2 separate regions of the Canis lupus genome follow, and region 2 is linked to region 1. The links are chromatin contacts, called in public Hi-C maps. All regions are on one chromosome and are shown on one strand. The core of a region is the stretch at or near the end of the contact, and the rest is flanking DNA. Distances in the headings are between cores, read along the strand shown.

Evidence for each region. Hi-C and Micro-C count contacts between places; a contact is called where the count stands out from the background.
Region 2: a Hi-C map of amygdala shows a contact between it and region 1, with 7 times the contacts expected there. The contact joins two enhancer-like sites. A contact is called at or near these places in 5 of 9 Hi-C or Micro-C datasets (amygdala, blood and liver).

What each region holds. Positions count from the first base shown.
Region 1 is chr23:2,968,213-2,973,573 of UU_Cfam_GSD_1.0, reverse strand. The region is part of intron 10 of ANO10 (anoctamin-10); the gene reads right to left. Among named protein-coding and RNA genes, the nearest start is that of ANO10, 100 kb to the right of the region's middle. Within about 2 kb of position 3,988, at least 3 of the 20 cell types and tissues checked have an H3K27ac peak or open chromatin away from gene starts, as enhancers often do.
Region 2 is chr23:3,281,918-3,287,576 of UU_Cfam_GSD_1.0, reverse strand. No RefSeq gene overlaps it. Among named protein-coding and RNA genes, the nearest start is that of SNRK, 120 kb to the right of the region's middle. Within about 2 kb of position 2,911, at least 6 of the 20 cell types and tissues checked have an H3K27ac peak or open chromatin away from gene starts, as enhancers often do.

The DNA of each region.
Region 1 (5,361 bases), core at 2,739-5,238:
GAGAACAGGTTCTTGCTATGTACTAAAACTGATCTAGATCATGGAAAAGAATGGAAAGTTCTCCTGATTCATTTTAAGAAGCTAGAATAGAGGCACCTGTGTGGTTCAGTTGGTTGAGCATTTGACTATTGGTTTTGGCTCAGGTCATGATCTCAGGGTCCTGGGATGGAGTCCCAGGTCGGGCTCCATGCTTGGTGGGGAGTCTGCTTGGAGAATCTCTTCCTCTCCCTCTGCCCCTCCCTTTGATCCTTCACCCTCAAGTAAATCAATAAATCTTGAAAAGAAAAAGGAAGCTAGAATATATGTAATACCAAAACTTGATAAAACAAGAGACCAATTTCACTTAAAAATATAGATGCAAAAATTCTAACTACAGTACTGGCAAGTAGAATCCAGCAGTGAATTAACAGGATAATATATCATGACCAAGCGTGGTTTATTTCAGGACTGCTGAGATGGCTCACCACTGGGAAAGCTATCAGCATAATTTATTACATTTGTATCTTTAAAAAGTGAAAAAATAAAAACCCTATCAAGAAAGCACAGAGACTAAAAAAACACTCGATAAAATTTAAGTCATTCCTAATTAAAACAAGCAAGCAAATAAACAACTACCTAAAATAGAATAAAATCAAAGCCATTTACTACTAACTTACAACAAACAACCTACTCAATGGAGCAAAACTAAGGCCATTAGTATTTAAGTCAAGACTAAAGGATGCTTATAGTCAATATTGTTTTGGAGGTCCTAGCTAATGCAGTAATAGAAGACACAAATAAATGGCACAAGTACTGGCAGAGAAGAGAAAATACAATTTATATTACAGCTAGGAGTATAAACCCAATAAAAAAGTAACAACCAACTACAACTAATAAGAGAGCTTAGTAGTTGTTGGATATAACTATTTCTTAAGAAAAGCTTTCTTTATACTAGTAATAAATAGAAACAGAAAATGAGTAGAAAAATACTATTCATAAAAGCAATAAAAGCAACGAATTACCAAAGAAAAATAAGAAAGGTACAGAGCTTATATGAAGAAAACCATAAATTTTTATTGAAAAACAAATACACACACACATATACACACCAAGACATTGATAAACAGAGACCCTAAATACAATGTTCTTAGATGGGCAAACTTATTACAAAGTGTTAATCTTTCTAAAATTCATATATAAATTTAAGACACTTTCAATCAGAGCCCAATGGATTTTGTTAAAATTGAACTGAATCATTTTAAAGTTCATATGGAAAAATAAATGTATGAGAATTACCAACAAATTTTTAGGGAAAAAAAATGTAGGAGGGAAAATTTTAGGGAAAAATTTGCTATACCAAATAGTAAAACTCTAACAACTATAATTAAAACAATGTGGATTGGGGATCCCTGGGTGGCGCAGCGGTTTGGCGCCTGACTTTGGCCCAGGGCGCGATCCTGGAGACCCGGGATCGAATCCCACATCGGGCTCCCGGTGCATGGAGCCTGCTTCTCCATCTGCCTGTGTCTCTGCCTCTCTCTCTCTCTCTCTCTGTGACTATCATAATTAAAAAAAAAAAATAAAATCTTTAAAAAAAAAAAAAAAAAAAAAAACAATGTGGATTGGATCAAAAAGAGAGAGAAAGGTCAATGAAAATAAAATAGACAGTCTTAAAACATGTGATAAAGATTTTCAGGTTGTTAGAAAAGATAACAAAAAAAAAAGATAACTTATTTAATAAGTGGTACAAATATAAATGGCTATTCCTTTGGGAGATACAAAGTTGGACTCCTACCTCAAAAACAAAAATAATTTCCAAGTGAATTAAATGTTGAATGTAAATTTAAATGTAAATGGACACCAAGCAATTCAAATAAGATTCACTCCTTGCTCTTTTTCTGATACAAGATAAGAAGGGCCTCTCTTTCAGGGTCCTGTTCCCCCAGCAGGGGGAGACCTACAGCTAGGAGAGATGTCACCTTTTCAGCATCCTGTGACTCCCCTACTTCCCACACATCCTTCGCCCCCCACAGACCCTTGAGGCACCTACTATTTGAGCAGAGACCCCCTGCAGCAAGTTGATTGGTAAAACTGTAGCATTTACCCCAAATATACCTTATATATATACTTATATATATACATGTATACTTATACATACATGTATGTGTATATATATACTTTTAAGTAGGCTCCTTGCCCAGCATGGAGCCCAATGCAAGGCTTGAACTCATGGACCTTGAGATCAAGATCTGAGCTGATATGAAGAGTCAGATGCTTAACTGACTGAGCCACCCAGGCATCCCTCAAATATAATATTTTTGATATTGCTTTTATGATATATTCAGAAAAGAAGGAAAAAAGTAATACAAGTTGAGCTGATCTAAACATGAAATTAGAGAACTCTAAAGTGACATTCATGGTATATATCTTAATGTTGATGTGTAATTTCCAATTTTGTTTCTTCATCTCTGTACTTCTTATGTGGAATGACTCACATATTTTGTGCCTATCATAATAAATTCTCAGCTGTGAGTCAAGTCATTAACAACCTGGTAATTATTTTAAAGAATTGAAGTAACATAGAGTTGCTCTGCTCATGTACTTTTTTAAAGCATGAAGTAATGAATCCTTGTTCTGTGCTGTGAAGGGTGTATGTGTGGCAGGATAAGGCCCCAGTGACTGATGGGGTTGCTGTCTGGCTGTAGGCCGGTGGAACAGGGGGCTGCTTTACCCTGGGAAGCTACTGGGCATGTCTATGTGTTCTTTCACCATCAGTTTTGCAATGCAGCAGTCTTGAGACTGTGATTCTTGGAGCATGGGAGAACATTCCCAGACCTGAATAACTTAAGGCAGTGGTGAATACTGAGCAAGGGGTGAAAAATCACACCCCAGGCAAAATTAGGGGATCACCAGTAGCCTTCTCCACCAGAGTCTCAGAGCTCACATTGAGAAACCACTGGGGAGGGGCCAGTTGAAGCATTTGCCCCTGTTTTTCTCATAAAATGTTTTCATATTTCTGGGGCACCTGGGTGGCTGAGTCAGTTAAGTGCCTGATTCTTGATTTCTGCTCAGTCATGATCTCAGGATTATAAGATCGAGCCCCAAGTCAGGCTCCACGCCCTTGGCATGGAACGTGCTTAATATCCTCTCTCCCTCTGCCCCTCCCCTTGATCCCCTTAAAAAGAATTTTAAAAAAAGACTTAAAAAATGTTTTCATATTTCTGACTTCTAGAAAAATTTAGAGCCCAGCTAAAATCAACAGGCATTTATCAAGTGAGCACATTGCAATGCTGCATTATGGATAAAATGACAAGAACAAAGAAGACACAGACCCTATCACAAAGAGCTTATAATCTATTATAGGTGTGGAATTCAGGTGTGAAGCAAACACAAAACATTTCCATAGTAACATACATTCAAGTGTCATACAAATGATATACCTCCTTAGAAGGACCTTGAATATAAAGAAATGCTCTAGATGGGGAAGCATTTACCAAGGAGGGTTTAGGCAGAGGAAGAGTAGGATTTCAGTGGGCAAAAAGGAAGGCCACTGACCAGAGGAAGGAGGCATCTGTAAGGCACAGAAGCTGGAGTTAACAGCAGTGGAAAAAAGCTGGTGTTGGAGAGGAAGAGGTGGGAAATGGAAGGTGAAACCCCACTTCCTGCTGCTATTGCCTCATTTCAATCTTATACAATGTGTTCTCATCACCGAGAATTCCATTTTAAAGGGGCCTTTAAGACTCCTTCAGAAATATTTTTAAAATCACTCTTATGATCCATGTAAGAAAACAAAGCACAATATACCAGCACAACATACTCCTCACTTTTTCTTTTTTCCCCCCACATTTAGAGTCCAACACTTCAGAATCAATTCTCGTCTCATAGTGGATGGAGGGAGGGTACTCAGGGTTTCAGTAGAAAAACTCTGGGTGGCCCAGGAGGGTAGGGGGTGCAGCAGTGGTTAAAAGAGTGCTTCACCAAGCACCCAGGCCACTGTTCCAAGCAGCTAACACCTACATGCAAGTTCCAAAGCTGCTCCTTGATTAATCTTATCAGAGGGAGTCGGTGAGAGGTTTTCTGCACCACCCAGAGCTCATTTTCCCTTATTCAAAGAATGCTTAACAGCTTGTTGGCTGAAACTAGGAGGAGTTGCAGTTGCCAAATCATGCTATCAGGAGAAACACTGAATTTGCCCGAGTACTGGCAACGGCAACTATATCATGGCAGCCACTGTAAAATGCAGTCACTTTCAGAGGTGTTAAAGTAAAAAAATGTGCCCTTAGTATCAATGAAATGTAGTGGAATGATATATTAAGCTTTTATCCTCAACTATAATTCTACGTATGTTGGTACTAAAATCACCCTTGAATGTAATTAACCTGAGGACAGGATTTGTCTTTTAAACCCTGAAAAGATGCATTAGTTAAGATATGTGTGTGCACAGGTGCACACATGTGCGCACAAAAACACACACACAAATGCACCCATTACAGAAAATAAGCCAATAAATATTTTAGCTTTATCAGTGTATGCATTCTGCATTTGGTTGGGGTAATCTATGATGGTTTAGAAAGGCTGGATAAGCTGCCAGTCTACATGACTTTCTATAGGTTAGTCTAGACCAGTGAACAAAAGAGGAAGCATCCTGTAAAAAGGTTTGTAGGTGGACTGGGTAGGCTGGTGTGTGAAGAACTGCATTAACCCAAATTTCTCAGTAACAAAATCAGTCATATCTGGAGTATAAGGGGTATTATAAGTCCTGAATGTTTAAGTCTTACTACTATAAAGCCACTCCTATCAAATGGATTCAATAAACTGTGGCTTTGGTAATAATAACTAGAAGCATTCCCAGTCCTGTGCCTTGACTCAGCCTTGTCAATAAAACTCAGTTTTATGGGGGTCTGAGACAGTAATTCTGTGCCTTCTGGGTGGATGAGGAGCCCTGGTGTGAAGAAGTTAATATAAACAACTTTGGATACGCCCTATAATAAGGTCATGACAATATTTTCTAAAAAGTCATTGAGCTATTTTGTGCTTTCTTCTTTTAACATGTCTGAAATGCTTAACAGAATCTAACCTACTTTTATGAGTTAGATGTATTTGATGAGTTGCTTATTGCTCAGAAGAATTCACTTGTTATAGTCCAAGGATGCTTTGCCAAGCTTTTGACATGTTTGAGTCAGATAAAGTCTGCAAATAAAATTTAACTTAATTAATTTTGTGTGGAGGTTAATAAGGAATCCTAATGTTTGTTTATAAGTTTATTGAATATTACTCAGAATATAAATGAAAATGATTGTGATTTTCATGTAAAATTTACTAGATTTACAAATAAAACAAAGCTTTAAAGTTGAGCATAAGAAACATCATTTTTCACATTCA
Region 2 (5,659 bases), core at 1,662-4,161, 320 kb before region 1:
TCCCTGTGGATGGGGGCAAATGGGAGCCTCCAGGGGACTTGGCCACACTCTTTCATGATCTCCCTCCTCCTTGATCCCACTCCACACTCCAGGCTTTCCTTTTAAATAAACTGTTTTCCCATTAACGCTTGACATGGGGAAGGAATCTACCCCACGATATTTAAACACAGTGCATCTACTTCCTCATCTGCTGGATGGGCAAGGAGGGGAAGCATTTACTAGAGGTCACACAGAGCAGAGGAAGCCCAACTCAGGCCCCTGGGCATCATCCTCTGCTGCTCCAACAGCTGATGCTGGGAGAGAAAGTCTTGGCTGTCCACTGGGATCACTGAGGCAGGAGTTGGAACTTGAACTTGTAGTAAACCAGCTGAATCACCTATAAGAGCCCTCATCTGGACTCCTGATGCTCTGATACTCATCCATCTTGCTGAAATAACAGGCAGCCATTCAACTAACAGGGAGCATCTGTTTGTGCCAGATAGTGTTCTGGATGCTAGAGAATCAAGGTGAACACAACCACCCACATATCTCCCTCTCACAAAGAAGAGGGAGATAACAGAACACCAGTGAGTGATAAACGCCGAGAAGAGAAAACAACAGGGACCAGAGATTTGCGAATAATGGAAGCTGCCATGTGGTTGAGGGGGTCAGGGGGCTCACGAGGAGGGGATCCAACAGCATGAGAGACTGAGCATGGTTTCTCTGGGTCCTCTCTCCTGTGTCAGCAGAATGCTGTGCTTAAGCATCAGTGGTGGAGTCATTGTGGCACCTGATTAGCACTCGGTGGACATGGGCCATCTGCCTAGCAGGCCCCCTCTGGATCTGCAGCTCCTGCAGTGGTCCTGCACAGCCCAGACGACTAGCTGGCTTCTGCTCCGAGCAGGCAAGGAGATGGTTGGAAGCAGGGAGCTGTGGCTTCTCACTACACACATGGAGCTTGTACCCCCCAGAATGGCCTTCTAGCCACCAAAGGATGCCATCAGAGTTGTCCTCAGCTTTTCAGAGAAGCCATTATCTTGGAAAGGACAACTGAAGTTACACATTAGGTGTCTTCCCCCTGACTTCAGATTGCATCCTTGCTTCTACGTCATACTTAGGGCAGGAACTTTCTTAAACAGTAACTTTCCAAGGACCCTTTGGGAATTCAGTTTATGCTTGCCAGATTTGCTGTAAGGCAGACATCAGCTCAGCTCTGTGCTGTGTGCTCTCAGTGTCCTCACAGACCCTCTCTGAACTCAGACTTGAAAGATGAGTGTCCCAGGCTAGCACCTCTATGGCAGAAATGAGCTCGTGTTCAGAAAGCATTGATGAAAAGGGGAAGTAACGGTGGTTTCCTCCTGCGGCTGCTCTGAGGGTCAGTGCAACCAGCTACACCTTCCACTTCACCCCGAGCCACCCATGACTCCCAAATATGGCTTGTTTTCAAGGAAAAGGAGACGATGCTACCCTAAGCAAGCCTGGGGCCTCTTGGGTGGGAAAGATGTGAGGGCTCCCCGCCCCCAGGCAGGGGCCCCGTGCCAGACTCCACATTCCCTGCTTGACTTTAATCCTCACTGAAATTGGCCTGCTGTATGTAGGGGTGACTTTTAAAAATACTTATTTTTAAGTATTGCTTTTACAACAGCAGAGAAATCAGTTGCCTTTGAGCCCATCTTTGAGAGGGAAACTTCCTAATTCTTGGGTGTATTTCACTCCCATCTTTTTTATAATAAATACCTTCACATAGCCGAAAAATCATCATATATAATTTTTTTCTCCTCCTACCAACTTGTTTGTTTTCTGGGCCTGCCACTCCCTGTAAAAGGCACAACATATGGCACAGGAAGCTTCCTCCACCCAGGGTTTGGAAAGAATTCAAAATTATTCTTTGGCCACCGTTGGCTGAAATGTGTGAAACCTGCTACTTAGAATCAGGGGCCATAAAACTGAACACAGTCTAGGGAACAGATTGGCTCCTTTGACAACAAAACTCCCTTCTCACAAAGGAGAAAACTTTTTCCAGTTTATGACAATGAACAGGTAATACTTGTATAATAAAAATATTTTTAGGACCCTGGAAGATAAAAAATAAAAAGGACAAGCAAGACAGAGCATGTTATGTGTCATGTGGCTGAATTGTCACAGGATGATAAAGATGTTCTGTGAGGACATGCTCCAGTGAGGAAGCAAGTTGGGGAACACGGAGTTAAAGTTCATTGGATTTCCTCCCTTCAGGACTTCTCGGAGCCTCTAGTTCACTGAGGAGTATTGTGACCTTAAGAGGGTGCTATAGCTAGCAATGTTATCAACCTTGTTCAATCTCTGAACCCTTCTTGGAGCAGTATCTCTGCCCACAGAATACCTGTGGGACACACTTCAGAAAACCCTATTCCGAAGCACTGGCCATGTGCAGGATTGGGGAAATGCTCGAGTGTTATAAGGCCACATTCTAATGTCATCAGCAGAATTGAACAAAGCGTGTTCAGTGGGGACCCTGAAATCTGAGACCCTGTCAGCTCTCGGCCCAGGAACTCTGCTGGGATCTCACTGGTAGATTAACAAGTGTGGCTGGATCCATTGTGGGTTTTATTATCAATGAAGAGAACTGGAAAGTAGAAAGACATTCCTGGACATTTGGTTAGTAGGATTACTGAGCTTTTGGTTCAGCAGAGACTACAGGCCTTAAATAAATGGAGGGCACATGCATTCCAGGGTCATAAAATATGCCTGCAAATGAAACATCCCACAGAGGAATACAAGGAATAATGGAGAGCGGGTGCAGCAGACAGGCCAATGGTGCCCATTGGGACCTCAACATCCCAAGGGCTGGACTCCATCTGCCTAGGGCTGCCTCCCTGCCTGCCTGCGGAGCTGCCCTGGCCATGGGAGCCTGCGATGGTCAGCAGGCCAGGGCCCTATAAGAATTGATGTGGAGCAGCCTGCAACCAGCGAGAGGCTCCCCTGCCTCTCCAGGGGGGCGGGGGTGCAGAGTCCAGGCCGCTGCCAGTTCCCCAGAGCGACCTCTGGTTTGACACCACGCCCTTCACTAGCTGCTTTCCCTTCCTCGCTTCGCTTGCCCTGGGAAAACAAGGGTGAGTTCTGCAGGAATTTCCTTCCTGGTAAGACAATTAGTAAGAAAACCAGTTTTCCTGCGTTTCCGTAATTCTACCTAGCAAGATCTACAGCCCTCCGGCAGGTTGAAGTGGTTCCATCTTATTTCCGATAGGGGGCAGCATTTAGTTTTCTATCAGAGCAAGATCTATTCCTGGGCTTGCAAATGACTCTGGCCCAAAATAAAGAAAAACAAATTGAAATGAGGATTTTAATCACTGTGAAGGGGAATGAAAGGCTGTGTCAGCGTTTCCATGGTAAGCGCCGCCTTTCTGGGATTTATCATCCCAGCTGTAAAAACCCGCTTTATGCTAGTATTTGGCAAGAGCAAGCCTTTAGTCACAATCTATATATTATTAAAAATCCTACTTTCAATCAACTTGGAAACGTGACTCAGTAAAAATGGCACAGAATGCTCCTTTCCCCCTTGTGGCTGCCACTGCACCCGCTGCATCCCTACCAAATCCCCTGAGCACAGACTCCTGGAAGTGGCAAAGGCACAGCCCCTGGACCTCTCCAGGGGCCTCTTTGCATTTTGGATATGGTTACACAGAGGAAAAGGCCTTGACTTGATGGAGACAAAGTGGTGGTCCTCGTGAGGTCCCTCTGTGCGGCTGCAGGTGGTGATTCTCTGAGCCCTGGCTCGCTTGCCCCTGTCCTGCCCTCCAAGTCCTAAGGCCACCAGGAGAAGGAGAGGCAGTGGTCTAACCACATAGTACTCCTTGGTTCCTGAGTCAGAGGCCCCCAGGACATCACAGTGCAAGAGTATCAGGTTGAGCTCACCTTAGACTCATTCTGACTGTAGTGTCAGCCTGAGCACTGGTGATGTAAAGAGGATAAAACAGCTAGGTTACATTATCAGCCAAAAGAGGAGGCAGTTTGTGTAAAACAGGCCCAATCTGAACTTTTGTCCATCACATCAAAGCCACCTCTGCTTGATCTCAGATAAGATCAAATTTACTGAGACTTATAGCGTGCCCTTTATTTGAAACAGGGGGTGGGAGGTTGGGGACGGGGTGGGCAGGGGGCTCTTCATGATGAAAGAGAAAAAGTAAGAGCAGAACAGTGACTTTTTATGATCTGAAATGAATTTTTAGTATGTGCCAGTGCTGCTTATCAGATTTAAAGCATTAGTGATTTAATCTTCCTCCTTCTGACACAGGTAGTGATTTCCATTTTAAAAATGAATGAATGGTTGTTCAGAGGTTGAGGAACTCACCCCTCATGGAATCTCAGGGTGAGTAGGTGGCAGAGGAGGTGCTTGAAGTCAGATGACTATGAGCTCTGGGTATTGCACTGGGGAGAGGTCTGAAGTCCCCTCCCCTGAAATAGTGCAGGAGCAAGACACAGAGATGCCACGACCCATCTCCTCACCCTTCCCTGGGTGGTGAATAGCCTAGCACAGTGCTGGCTAGGCCCCAGCCCAGCAGATTTCCTGCTGCTGAGACAGATGATGGCTGCAGAGGGCAGGGCTGGGACTAATGGTCGAATTCTAAAGGCACAGATTCGTTTCCAACACTAATATCTTTTACATGCTTACTGTCTACCAGGCACAATGGGAGGAGCTGTATGCAATGTTATCTCCTTTATAAGCACTCACAGCAACTGCTTGAGATAGGTGCTAGCATTGTCCCCATTTTATAGATGAAGAAATGGAGGAAGAGAAACTGAATATGCAAGCTATGACCTTGGAAGTAGAGACGGCTTTCTGGCCCAGGTAGCTTGACTCCCAAACCAGGGCCTGCTGCAGGGGTCGGGTAGGGGAAGCTTCCCTAGGCTCAGAGTGTTCAAACAAAGCCTACATGTTTTTTGGTGACCTAATCATAAGTGGCTAGGCTGGACAGGACTTCAAGCCAGCTGGCCAAGCAACCCTATTTTCGTGTTGACCAAGCTGGCTCTACAAGAGGTAAAGTGGCCACCTTAGGATGTTCTTCCCTCCACGGGGAGAGCCAAAATGGGAGCCTGAGTTCCCTGGGCGTCTCGCTTTTGCAGGGGGCAGGGCATTGTGATGGAGCCTCACACTGAGCAGGTGAATCAGGGTCCTGCACTTTTTCCCCACGGTGACTCAGGGCCAGAGCTGTGCCTGTGCTGCTGCAGACAGGCTTTCCTGTGTTCCTTAGATAATCCAGGTTGCATGCTCCCTCATCTCTCAGTCTGGAGAAGGAAAGAGCTAACAATTGCTTGGGATAAGGAGGACAATATCCCTGGTTCTGAAATGCATTCTGAAGCAGAAAAACTCATTCCTGTTAGGATGAGAATATCATCCATGCTACCCCTAGAAGCCCTCCAGAGCAATGGCACCCCTGGTGCTGAAGCTCCAATATGCGGTCGTGCTAAGGTATTTTGGTTAGGATTCTAGCCCTTCCGTTTTGGTCTGATAGTTTTCCATTGACACTTAGCTATATTGGCTTATAAGGCAATTAATGGGATAGAACCTTCCATGAGTCCAGGCCCTACACTGGGGGTGGAGGAGAGGAGAGAGGAATGGACGGGCAATAATGTAAACAAAAAAAAAAGAGCAGAAATTGGGAATGAAAGTGAAACTTTACTATTGACCTTACAAAAACAA